Linked DNA regions of Mus musculus: region 2 is linked to region 1. The links are chromatin contacts, called in public HiChIP or PLAC-seq maps. All regions are on one chromosome and are shown on one strand. The core of a region is the stretch at or near the end of the contact, and the rest is flanking DNA. Distances in the headings are between cores, read along the strand shown.

Evidence for each region. HiChIP or PLAC-seq counts read pairs in DNA pulled down with a chosen protein or histone mark.
Region 2: a contact with region 1 is called in an H3K4me3 HiChIP or PLAC-seq map of bone marrow-derived macrophages, with 4 times the contacts expected there. The contact joins the promoter of Ahcyl1 here to the enhancer-like site in region 1. A contact is called at or near these places in 5 of 39 promoter capture datasets (the 3T3-L1 cell line, 3T3-L1-derived adipocytes, the HPC-7 cell line and 1 more), 2 of 15 datasets of contacts at CTCF or cohesin (CD8 T cells and the NIH/3T3 cell line), 26 of 484 Hi-C or Micro-C datasets (the AML12 cell line, the BV-2 cell line, the Ba/F3 cell line and 18 more), 13 of 115 datasets of contacts at active chromatin or transcription factors (CD8 T cells, the HPC-7 cell line, the SCID.adh cell line and 7 more) and 4 of 9 other capture datasets (adipose tissue, liver, macrophages and 1 more).

The regions. Positions count from the first base shown.
Region 1 is chr3:107,655,395-107,661,927 of GRCm38.p6, reverse strand. No RefSeq gene overlaps it. Among named protein-coding and RNA genes, the nearest start is that of Gm52629, 26 kb to the left of the region's middle. Within about 2 kb of position 2,752, at least 1 of the 459 cell types and tissues checked has an H3K27ac peak or open chromatin away from gene starts, as enhancers often do. A contact at or near this core is called in bone marrow-derived macrophages, where this site is marked.
Region 2 is chr3:107,692,697-107,699,229 of GRCm38.p6, reverse strand. It overlaps Ahcyl1 (S-adenosylhomocysteine hydrolase-like 1), which reads left to right and starts at 2,670. Exons shown (of 17, transcript NM_145542.4): 1 at 2,670-3,072. The coding sequence starts at 2,953. It overlaps Gm40121 (a long non-coding RNA gene), which reads right to left and starts at 3,005. Exons shown (of 3, transcript XR_003954675.1): 1 at 2,501-3,005.

The DNA of each region.
Region 1 (6,533 bases), core at 1,503-4,002:
TCTTGGCATTGCCACAATGAGAATCCAAACAGGACCTAACACTTTCCCCTAGTCCATTCAAATGATGTCATAAAAAAACCACATGTAATATCACATTGGTGAGTCAGTTTCAACTGATGAATATAGGAGTATAGGCCATGGCATTCTTGCCCCAGCCTCCAAAATTCATGGGGTTTATGGTTTGGTTGGTTGTTTTTTTTTTTTTTAATCTAGAAAATACTCTAGTAGTTCCAAAAGTCTTAACGCCAGCACAAACTCAAAAGTCTAAATTCAGAGGCTCATCAAAATCAGATATAGTAATAAATAGTTCATCCTGAGACCAGTTGTTCTTCATCTATGAATCTGCAAAACTAAACATTTTACATTTTCAAAATACACAGATAATATAGGCTTTGGGTTCTTCAAAAGAAATGCAAAGAATAATTATAGGTCCTAACTAAAACCTATCTCCTGAGCCTCCCTAATTTAAAACATCATTCATCTTAGTTGCTAAGAGGCCATGGATTTGTCCTCAGAATACTGACCCCCAAACCATAACACAGTGGGCTGTAGCAAATTTCCTAGGCAGTTTGTTCAGCTGCCTTCAGGATATAGCATCCATTTACTTCTAGTTGAAGGGCTCTAAATTGGCTTTGGGACAGCCTCTGAAGGTTCAGATCCCTCATCAAATACAAGGATGCCTAGAAGTGAAGCTGTGACTGAAGAGTGATGCCTAACCAGATGTCAGACTCACCTGGGACCTAGCTCCCAGTTCCTAGAATCTGTCAGATCTTAGATCTGTCTACCCTCATGCCTGCCCAGGACTACAATCGATTAGTTTACATGTGTAGGAACAATTGACATGATTTAAGAGATGAGCCAATTGAGTAAGAATGGTTTATTAGCTGTAGAAGCATTATAAAAGATGAGGGGGACACACGTGGAAAACCAGCTTACCTGTAAATTTTAGTTCTCATGATCTGATGCCCTCTTCTGATCTCTGCAGGTACCTGCACACACATGTACATAAACACATGCAAACAGATTTTTTTTAATAATAAAAAAAAACAAATGATTACTCTTGCTTCAGGAGGGATACAATGAGTTCCCTATTTGGCAAGGGACTTTCTGGAACTGCTCAAATGACAAAACCTATTTCATTTAGTAACACAATATTGCAGGAGGACTTCACTCCAGTCCAAGTGAGTATATCCCAGAGAAAGGATTGGCAGATGGACTTTACCCACATGCCACCAACACAGAGCTGTGCCTAGCTCCTAGTCATTACTGACACCGTATGCTATGGAATAGAGTCTCTTCTATAGCCCAAGCTGTCCTTGAACTCACTGTCCTGCCTCTGTCTTCTAATTGGTGGGACTACAGGCATATGTTACCCTACTTGACATTTAAAGGGATCATTCTTGACTTTGAGTTACCAAGGCCCTATAGAGTAGTAATGGGCCTTCCTTTACAGCAAAATACTCAACTGTCAGGATCCATCTAGGAGAGCCTAAGGCTAGCAGGTGACTTTCCTAGATATGACCTACCATTTTTGCATGGCCTATGATGGGTGAGCTCTTAAGAGGCAAGGTCCCAATAGACTTTATTTCAGGATTGATTGCTTCTTACAGCTGGTATGCCTTTTTCTGTCATTAGTACATAGTCTAATGGCTCCTGCATAATAAGGAATACAAAAGAGAAATAGGCTGGGGACAAATTTGTGATCGAGGAAAAACACCCTATGTCAGATCCAAGGATGAAGCCACAAGTATGTACTATGATAAAGGGAGGTTATGGGAAACTGTTGCTTTGAACTTATAATGAGCTTATAGACTGAAACACTGCTTTGAACTATCAACATCCTGCAATTCCCCCTTTATCATTTTTCTATGAGAACTTTCTAAAGAACTTTTGTCTAAGAAGGTATAAGGCCAGAGAAAAGGAATAAAGTGTGGCATCTGGGGCTGTGTGGCCCATCCACCAAATGTATGTATGTATGTATGTATGTATGTCACTATGCATGAACACATGTGAAGTCGATGAGACAAGTGGTCCAGTCGGACCTCTGGTTCACGAAGAGTTAATGAGTTCCAAACCTCTCTCCTGGCCAGCAAAAGGTCCTTAAGAGAGAAAAGAAACCAGTGCTAAATACCACAAAATAGTAAGAGAAAATTACAGAGAAAGAAGCCAGCCTTTTTAAAGCACAAATACTAAGAGAAAAGAAACCAGCACTTACTAAAGCACAAACAGTAAGATTATACGGCCAGGGATCATCAGTCTTTGACCTTTATTTGATGCTGTGTCCCACCCAGTCCCGGTGCCCTAAAGGCTGGGGCAGGCCCATGGCACCCAACAGTTCTCTTCTGTGCTGAGGATCACCAATTACTTTTGATATGGATAACATAACAAAAATGCTAATTATAGACATAAAAACATCCTGGCCAAGTTATTTCAGAGAACTCAGTCCTGACTAAAACTGCTCATCCATGTGCCTTCTCTGAGTATGAAGAGCTCCTGATTCCTTAAAATAGTCTTTGTGAGGTGTTCTACAGTTGTTTTGTTTATAGAAATCTTACCAGCTTCTGACACATGAGGAATTTCTACTTAGTCCTGGGAGTTACAAGCCTGTTCAAAACTTGAAGGAGGATCTAGGTGAAGTTGTTCAGCTGTTAGAAAGGTTGCTCTTGAAAAGGTCCTGAGTTCAATTCACAGTAACCACATGGTGGCTCACAACCATCTATATAATAGAATCTGATGCCCTCTTCTGGAATGCAAGAGTATATGCAGACAGAGCACTTGCATATAAAAGAATACATGAACAAAACAAAACATGGAGGTTTACCCTCTGTTCAGCTCTACTCTAAATAGAAGGGTATCCCAGCTTGTCGCTCCCACTATTGTGAATCTCAAGGGTTCATAGGAAAACAAAGATGGCAAACTACTCTAACTGGTCCTACAGCCCTAGGAAGGCTTCTCTTCAAAAGGGATTATAGAAGCCAATTATCAGCTAAGTAATATGAGTAAAGGCCTCTCTGCCTGGAGGTTTTCTTGTTAATAGTTTTTCTTAGCTAGCTTGTCTGTTACAGGTCATCCTAACCCACTTCACCCTGAACTAACCTCTTTCTAAATCATGTTATCCCAATTCTCCCTAACACACAAATGATGAAATAATACTGGTCACATCCTCCTCACCTGCTACAGTTTGGATTTTCCTCATGGTCCTGAGTGTCCGCACACTTGGTCTCCAGCTGGTAACTCTGTGTTGGGAGATTGTGAAACCTTTGGGGCATAAGTGAGTTCTAGCTGTTGTCTGTGGGTCACTGCAGGCAAGCCTCCAGGGTAATATGCTAATAGTCACTTCTCTATCATGGATTCAGACAAGATGCCAATGGTGTTGGACTGAAGCCATGGGTGGAAATCCTTACTTATGTTGCTTCTGCCTGGTATTTTGTCACAGAATGGGGAGAAGAGTAAATGATAACAACAGCAATAACAATAATGATAATAGTAATGATGATGATGATGATGCTTCCCAGAAGCCTTAGGTCTGGCTAGTTGCTGAATTTGCCACCAACGTCCATATCTGGCTCTTTTTACTTGAAATTCCTGCAAACATAAAAGTGGTCTCTTTAGACAGATTTTTCTTTTTCAAGCAAAGCCTACCCACCCTAATCCTACAGTGCCCTTAGACAGCTAAACAAACGAATTTTTGTTCATTTCTATTCCAAATCTATGGTCTGGCTTACTAGCAGAGTCACAGATATTAAATCAGAGACCACTTATGTGAGAGGACTCATGCTATGAGAATGACCCCAGGAGATCCCCAGACCATTTTCTCAGGTACTCAGGGATGGAATTTTATTTGCTATTATAACCAATCCTCTGAGAAAACAAACAAATAAATAAAACCAGCGTCCTCCAACTCTGCTGCTTCCTTGGTTGTGTGCACCCTCCTGTAACATTGTTCTCTACCACATTTGTCAACTGGGTGTGATATCACATGCATCTATTCCCAGGCAGAGGCTGGCAGATCTCTGAATTCGAAGCCAGTGTGGTCTACAAGTGAGTTCCAGGACATCTGGGGCTACACAGAGAAACCCTATCTGATTTATTTAAAAAAAAAAAAAAAAAAAAAAGGCAAAAAGGTAAAAAAGGCAAGCTGGATGGCCCCTAAATTTGATGACTTGAGTTTCGGGAACCCTTGTGGTAGAAGGTGAGAACCAACTCCCCTAAGTTGTCAGCTGGCCTCCATGAGCATGCTATTACGCACACACTAAACGTATGGTATGTGATTTTTAAAACATTTTCTAAACCACAGCAGGCAAATACAGATAATCACCAGATAAGAACACAAAGCCCCCCAAAGAAGACTACTCTGAGACAGATATCCTGGGTGGGGCTTTCTCCTCTTCATAGCACTGCTCTCTCAAAATCCCACCTTAAGAAAATTAACGTAAACCAGAGCATAACCTTTTCCTTGGGCCTAGCATGTTGTTTCTTGCCCAGTTAGTCCATGTGTCAATCGGAATCAAACGGCAGAACATTCACCTCAAACAAAACCGCAACTGTTTCTAACCATGCCTGTCCCCTGGACACTACTTTTTCATCCTCTGACCATCGTTTACTGCTAGTATTTGGTCCCTGTGTTTTTAACCTTGACCGTTGTGTCCTGGTTTGCTTTCTCTTGTGATAAAATGACCAAAAGCTACTCAGGGAGGAAAGGGTTTATGTAGCATATATATCCTGATCACAGTCCATCGCTATCACTGAAAGAAGACCCAGTCACACCTGAGGCTAGGGCCACGGAGGATTGCTGCTTACTGGTTTGTTCCTCATGGCTTGCTCAGCCTGTTTTCTCCAGCTCAGGACCAGCCAGTCAGGAGTAGCACTGACCACGCTGGGCTGGGCCTTCACATCAGTCAGTCAAACAAGGAAACAAACAAAAATGCTGCACAGACTTGACCACAGGCCAACCTGAACGAGGCATTTTCTCAGTTGAGACTCCCCCTTCCCAGATGACTCTACTTTGACAACCAGCACACCTTGTAAAGTTGGTGTCTTAGGAGGCCTCAGCATTTTCATGCTAAAATAATGATTTAGTCAAGTTTTTCCTTGTCGCAACTTGAAATCCCCCCTGCGATGGTTCTGTCTAACCTAGATTGGACAGCCAGAGATTTCTACCCTCAAAGCAAGCAAAGTCAGCCTTGACTTCAGCAGAAAGAAGTCCCGAATGCCAGATGTCTGCCCTTTGACAACCTTCAAATCTGAAGGGGTGGAAGTTTCTGAAGCAGTGGTTCTCAGCCTGGGCCTCAAAAGACCCTTTCATAGGGGTCGCCTAAGACCATCAGAAAACACAGATGCTTATACTACCATTCATAACAGTAGCAAAATTATAGTTATACAAAAGTAATTTTATGGTTGGGGTCACCACAGCATGAGGAACTGTATTAAGGGGTTGCCCCCGTAGAAGGCTGAGAACCACTGCTCTGAAATGAGATGAGACAGTTAGGACAGCATGATCTAAACAACTTCAAGACATCTAAAAGCTATGCAACTGCAGAGAACATTACATCAGGGCATCATGTGACTGCTTAGGGAAAAAACTAATCTCTGGCGGAGTCCACTGTGGTCAACAAACTTGTTCTAACTGTTCTTTGCTTTGTTATAATGGCATTTCCATATTATTAGCACTGTGGTTTTTATCAGGCCCATCATATATCTGATACTATGACACATCTAAAAACCACATATAAGAAACAGAAAGGGGAGATGGCTCAGCTGGTAAGAGCACTGACTGCTCTTCCAGAGGTCCTAAGTTCAAATTCCAGCAACCACATGGTGGCTCACAACCATCTGTAATGGGATCAGTTGCCCTCTTCTGGTGTGTCTGAAGACGGCTACAGTATACTCACATAAAATAAATAAATAAATAAATAAATAAATAAATAAATAAAATATTTTTTTAAAAAAAGGGAAGAAAGAAAGGGGGAGCAAATCACATTCTGGAAAAAATTGCAGCCCATCTGGGAACTCCCCATCTATCTTAGTCCATGAGTAAAAAAGGATGCTGAGAGGTGGAGGCAGGGCAAAGATGTCGGGGGAACTCCTCAGGACATACAGGGGCTGCATAGGGAAACTCTATAGTGCACTATTCCTGCACTGGAAGGAACCTTATTTCCTCAGCTCAGGAGATGAAAGAGTTGCTTACCCAGTGTCCTGACCTTTTGTGCTCTCAGAAGTGTATGGAATAAATCCAAAGTGCCACAGGAGAAACCGACCTTGTAGTGACCCCTACGGGACTTACATAAGCAGTATATAAATCTGATCCAAAACACAAATCTTAGCTAACACAGAAGGTTGCAATTTTCAGGAAAAAAAAATTAAAAGACATTAAATAGGGTTTGGAGAGATGGCTCTGGGGTTAAGAGCACTGACTGCTCAGAGAGGTCCTGAGTTCAATTCCCAGCAACCACACTGTGGCTCACAACCATCTGTACTAGAATCTGAAGCCCTCTTCTGGTATGCGTGAAGACAGGTACAGTATACTCACACAC
Region 2 (6,533 bases), core at 1,421-3,920, 37 kb before region 1:
CTGTCTTGGGATTGGGCATGAGGTAGGCAGCATACAGTGTTTCTCATGGATGGTATGCTGTCACACTCCCTGGCTGGGTAAGCACTTTGATTTCCAGCCTCTACCTGGGGAGCATGGTGGCCACCAGGGCCTTCTACAGTGGCTGTTTTTCAACAATGCTATGACCTTGGACTGGTTCCTATTGCCTCTCTAGTATCACAGGGGTGCCTTTTCCACCTTTAGATTAAGCATCCTTGTCCATCTCCTGCAAGAGCAAACCACCAGCCTCCTGTCCAATAAGGCACACTGGTAAGTGGAGTCACTTGCTGGTCTCCATCTCGACCTAAGCCACTCAATAAAGTTGTATTCCCTCTAGGTCTGGTCCTGTGGACAATCCTCTGTCTCCTGACTCTGAAGGAGTATGAGAGATGTACTCTTCAATCTCCAGGAAGCTCACAGCGAAGCTAAAATGCCCAGAGAAAGTACAAAGCACCTGAAGAAAAACTGCTTTAAAAAAGTCAAATCCAAAATATAGATACACTAGAGCTTGTTAAAAATAATTTGTCTCAAGACACATATATTTTTTTTTAATTCAGGAGACTTAGAGTTTCTTAGCTGATTTCTAAAGACTCAGGTGAATTGAATCTATGGGGCTCCAATAACAGTGTGGACAAAATAAAAAAGATGAAAGCTCCCGAGTGGGCCAGTTGTGGTTGCAGGCCCCAGCTCTAAGGAGAGAGTGGCCGCCTGGCCCTGTGTGGATGTGCTTACTACTCTGGTTTCATCTCTCTGCCCTCTGTGGCCATAGAATTCCCAAGGAGAGAAGTCTGACTGCTCTGAACAGTGAGCACATGAGAGAACACTAACATTTTAAGACATAGCAATCCTTCTAGGTACTTCAACAGCCCTCTTCAAACATCCACAGGCTTCTTATAGGAAGAATTCAGTGGGTCCAGAAATAACTATTTCACACCTTCCCCAACCTTGAGCACAAATCAGTATTGGGGTAGGGCTGGTGTCTTTTAAGACCACCTTTTTTCTTGATAAAGTTGAGTCTTTAAAACCTGGTAAGGTCAGGAATGGTGGCACAGGATAAGAGATCAAAGCCAGCCTGGGTTACATAGTGAGACCCTCTCACAAACAACCCAGAACCCAGTGAGGTGCTGGATATAAAAGAATGAGCTTAGAGAGGATTTAGTGGAAAGGCTCTCAGGAGGACTTATTCTCAGCATAGTGGGGAAGAATCTGGCTTCTCAGAGTCCACCCAAGAGAGAAGAGTGAAGCAAAGGAATGAAAAAGGAGCCACAGGAAACAGCTAGATGCGGAGTATACTAGAGAGCTTTGAGGGAGATTGTGGTCATTGAGAAATCCCAATGGTGAGATAGATGGCTGAAATCTCTTTTTGGAACATTTCAGAAATGTAATTGTAGACTGTTTGCTATGTGATGTAACCTCTCCCCTTTGACCAACAAACCTTCATTAAAAGTTCTGCTACATGTTATAGCCTCATTTTTTGTGGTTTAGGAGTAAGAGTTGGAAAGAGAAAGGGGCTGATGTGACTACAAGAGCTAAAGAAACAGTTGTAAGACTGGAATAGTGAGTAATGTTTCAGATGAGGCAGCAAACTAGAGCCAGAGATGACCATGAAAACCTAAGTCCCCTCAGTAATTCACAGAAATCCTGGGGACAACATTGTACTTTCCACAGGACATAGGAATTGGAGCCAATGTCATTTGAATGACTCTCAAAGGATAAGATACCGCAGTTGACCCCAGCTTACGAATAGGCTTTCCCTTCCCAAATGGATGGGTTCTTGGAAAACATAAATATGCCACATGCACCTCTACCATCCCAGGGCCTTTATACGGGGGCTGTACACAGTAGAATCCAGAAACTGTGCGAGTCCAAACTGAACGTTCTGCACTACACTCACTGAGAGTGGAGCTGGCAGGGAGAGCCTACTGCCTAGAGAGCATGGAGCAGGAGAACCCATTTGGCTGGGACTTTTTCTCAATCTGCCCTGTTCTCTGCCCTCTGACCAACCCATCAACCTTATCTTAATGACCTCTTCACATCAGCACTGCAGCCTGAAGGTCTTGTAAACAGACAAGGCCCAGGAGGAGATGGTGATGGAGGTCATAAAGGGTTGTGTAGAAACCAGACTGCTCTCAGCTTGTTCTGCACCCCTGTGAAGTAAAAAAGCAAACACTGTCCCCTGGAAATGGACTTCTGGCCCAAAGGGCCCAGGGTGTGGGCCGGGAGTAGGCTGTCTCTAACACTGAATTTTCCCAAAAAGGGCCGGGTAAAATGTGTCCGGTGGGACTCTGGTTTATGCTCCCAAGCATCGCTCTTGATATGCCATCTTCCCGATCCCCGATGCTCTGCCACCTCCCCATGCTGAGGTTTCCTGGGGAGTTGGTAGTCCAAAGACCCTTAGTCTTGTGGCATCTTTATAGGAGTCACACTCGGCTCAATAGGGCTGATGGCACCACCTGGCGGCAGACAAGGTTCAACTACTCACCCTGGGACGTTCATCACCGAGGCGCAGGAAAGGAGGGGCGATTCCTGCGGCCCGGCCCAGCATGTTGACGTCACCAGAGCGCGCCATTTGTCCCCGCCTCTTTCCGCCCCCCTCTCCTTGGGGCTGCCAGTACTTGACGTGGCGTCTCCGCCCTCTACCCTTACTTTGCGTGCGTGCTTGCGTGTGGCGGAGGTGGCTGCGCGGGCAGGTCGGAGCTGCGTGCTGTTGCTTCTGGTTCTGTGGCCGCCGTCGCTGTCCGGCAGGCTCCGGTCTCGGAGCCGACGAGGCGCGCGCGCGCGGGTCCCAGCCCTTCGGAAGCCCAAGCAGCTCGGCGCGGGGCCTGGCGGGAAGGCGGGCGAGCGCGTGGCCGAGGGCGCCGCGCGGACGGGCGGGCGCCCGTGAGGGAAAGAGGCGGGGGCGGCGGGTTAGCCGCGGGCCGGGCCGGCCGGGGGATGTCGATGCCTGACGCGATGCCGCTGCCCGGTGTCGGGGAGGAGCTGAAACAGGCCAAGGAGATCGAGGACGCCGAGAAGTACTCCTTCATGGCCACGGTCACCAAGGCTCCCAAGAAGGTGCGGGGCTCTGGGTGGCGGCGAGGGCCCTCGAGGAAGGGGCGCGAGCAAGCCCCGGGCCCGGACTCGGGTAGTTCGGGACTTAGGGCTAGGGTTTGGGGTGCTCAGGACCATTGACACGATGTAGTGGGTGGCCGGTGAGCGGCGATGGGCCTAGCTGGAGCCAAAGAGGCCGCTCTGACCTCGCTTTTCTTTGTCCCTCGGCCGGAGTCCTCCTGGATCTTACTGAAGCCCGACAGGGCCAGGCCTTAAATTCGCGACTGACTTTTCCTGGATGGAGGGCCTTGAAGACGAGATTGGGAGGGGGTGAGCGACTCAGCTGACCCCTGTGACCTGTCCAGGGGATGAGGTTGTGCAGGAAATTTCCCCTCAGGTGAGTGGGGGAAATCAGGCAGCTCTTTTTCAAAGCATCTTCTTGGGGGAGAATTGGCCGTTCGACCAACAACTGCGTGATCGCTTAGAGGCAAGAGGAAAGAATCGTATGAACTGGTTTATGCAGCTGACGGTTCTAAAAGCAACAAGAGATGGAAAGGCAAAATGGTAATCGCCGTGCAGTCTTCCACCTGCTAGGAAGTATGTGAGAAAGGAAAATTTAGAGGTTGGTGACAGTAGACACTGTCATGGATGCAGGTTGATCGCAGTCATGTGAATAGATCACTTAGACATCCCTCCAGAAAGGAGCTTGGGTGGGTTGGGGAGGTGGGTGGGAAGAAATGATTGCTCATTCTTTACTGCACTTACAAGTTCAGCCTATTGTGCTGGGGGTTGAGCTCAAAGGACATCCTTCTATGGCTCTTGGAAAAGGTGATCTATGGAGGGCTGAGTCTAACTAGCTCTCTCAGTGGTAGGGTCGGGGTCTCCAGTGCTTTCTGTCGAACCTTTGCTGACCCTTCCTCTAACCTGGTACCCAATTAGCAGTGGAACAAGGAGGTGACCTTTCTGAAATAGTTTCCTCTTGTATAAAGTCTCTTCACAATCAATCCTGCCTACAGTATTTGTAGGGTTCAAGGATGATATAGATTCAGCTGAGCAAGGTTTGCAGAGCAGTTAATCCCCAAGGCTCCTGTACTGGAACTAGTTAAGCTGCTCTCAGTGCCTGAGAGGGCTTTATTTATTTTCCTCCAGGAAACTAATTGACTGGTCTTGGGGAAAAAAAAAAAAGTCATTGCTGTGTGCTTTAGCTCTGTTTTCTCACAAAATTGAGAATGTCACCAATAACACCTTTGAAAGGTTTATAGAAGGTCCCTCCATCCTAAGGGATCCAGTTGACCTCATTTTTAGTGCTCTCATTCCCCAACTGCTTTGTTAGAGAAGTGACCTTTTGCAATCTGCACTATTTGAATACAAAGTTAGAGTTCTTACAAGCAAAATGCATACGTGCAGTACCTCAGATGAGTTAAGTGGAGAATTGGAAACACTGATAGACTAACCCCCTGACTCTTATCTCTTGTCATAAGCCCACCTTCTTTTGTCTAGGTACTCCAGAGAGTCTTAGTCATTTTTATTGTTCCTTATTTTTTTCTTTCAGTGTAACTATATTCTTGCAAGTCAATATTGATAAGCCAAAATCTGTATTATACATTGTAAACTCCTGGAGGCCAGGACTCTTGGTTACCATTGTATCTATGGAGCCTAGTTATGGAGCCTAGTTTTGTCCCTTGAATGTAGTACTCAATTATTAATTGGCAATCTGGCTAACCAGTAACTGAGATGCTGAATGCCAACAGCAGTAAATATCCCTTTTCCTCTGTCTGAAAGGAATATCACAAATGAGTATTATTGTGAAGCCAAGTGCTAATGACTTTAGAGACTCATATTCCATTAACTAAAATAAGCAAGTCCTGCCAGGCGTGTGGGAAGACCCTGTTGTAAATTTCCATTTGCTAATGTATGTGTCCTCATGTTATTCATCTTGTTCTTTGAGCTTTATTGTGTGGTATGTACGTTGTACTTGTATTAAGATGTATTATGATGACTAATTACCTTCCCTTAATGATGATGATAAGAAGCATTTACTTAGTTAATGGACCAGTTAAGGACTAGTCAAGGTCATGTAGTAAATTCTGGGTACTCTGGTTTTGGTTTTTTATTCCCTCTCAGGATTTCAGTTCCTCGATATTCTGACTTAGGTCACTGTTGAGCCTCTTCCATGTGGTGATAATGTGATGAAGTATAGAAAAGGTGAGGGTGCAGGTGGCATGGTACTGAATAGTGTGAGGAAAAGGTCTCTTTAAAATGATGTAGTCCGTCATCCCAAAGGATCCCAGCTCGACTGTAGACCAGGTAATCTTTGGATCATTCCCATTACTGAGCTCTCGCTGGAATTGAGGGCATTCCTGGGGCCATAGGTGACTTTAAAGCTTCTCCATCAAGTCAGCTTCTAGTATGCTTGTCTTGCCAGTTTTTAATTATTGTTTGCTTTGTTTGAGGTACAGTATATTATATGCCCATTCAAGCAAAAGCATATCTTATTCTCTAACTAAAATGATAGCCAGTTTTATATTGGATGTCTACTCCAGTACTATATATTACAGGGCTTGTTGGTTTGATTTAAGACTTGAATATTTGGCAGTCAGAAAGCCAACTATTAATTGGTATCCCCCTAAGTGAATAACTCTTGTGCCTCAGTTTCTGCATTTGCCTAATAAATGTCTGTTGTTTGGAACAGGTGATGCCAGAGATATTTGGAACTTAAGATAGTAACAGTAATTTTTTAAAGTATATTTTACTCCCTCCTTAAAATATTTTCATATATTAATTTATGGAGGGAGGACATGTGTGCACAGAGGAGTCAGTATAATTTCCATGAGTCTAATCCGATCAAACTCAGGTTGTCAGGCTTGGCAGCAAATGTCTTTACCTGCTGCTGAGCATCTTGCTGGCCCTGTCCCCTCTTTTCAGTGAGCATTTGTTGTGACTTGTAGAGAGTCATAAATGCCAACTACTGAGAAGATAAAACTTAAGAAATAATGGGAAAGTATTGTTAACTTTGAAGGCTAAGATAATTAGTGATACAGATTATCATAAGCAACTCTGTAAAACATCCTAACATCCAGAAGAACATGAAAAGAACCATAGTCTTGTCTCTTAGTAGACATGAGAAATAATGGAAGACATTTTTTCCTGACCTAGAATTATAAAGGCAGTTTTCATGGGTCCATATTGATTGCTGTGGTATATCCTAACCCCACCCCCACCCCCCGGTTTTTTTGAGACAGGGTTTCTCTGTGTAGCCCTAGCTGTCCTGGAACTCACTCTGTAGACCAGGCTGGTCTCCAACTTAGAAATCCACCTGCCTCTGCCTCCCAAGTGCTGGGATCAAAGGCGTGCGCCACCACTGCCTGGCTGTGGTATAACTTACATGATAAAGCTTATTCACAACTTATAAGTGGTTTCAGTTAGGATGGTCAGGAAAGGTTGAAGTGAGGGCTCTTTTAGTAGTAAGGAGAAGTGTACATTGT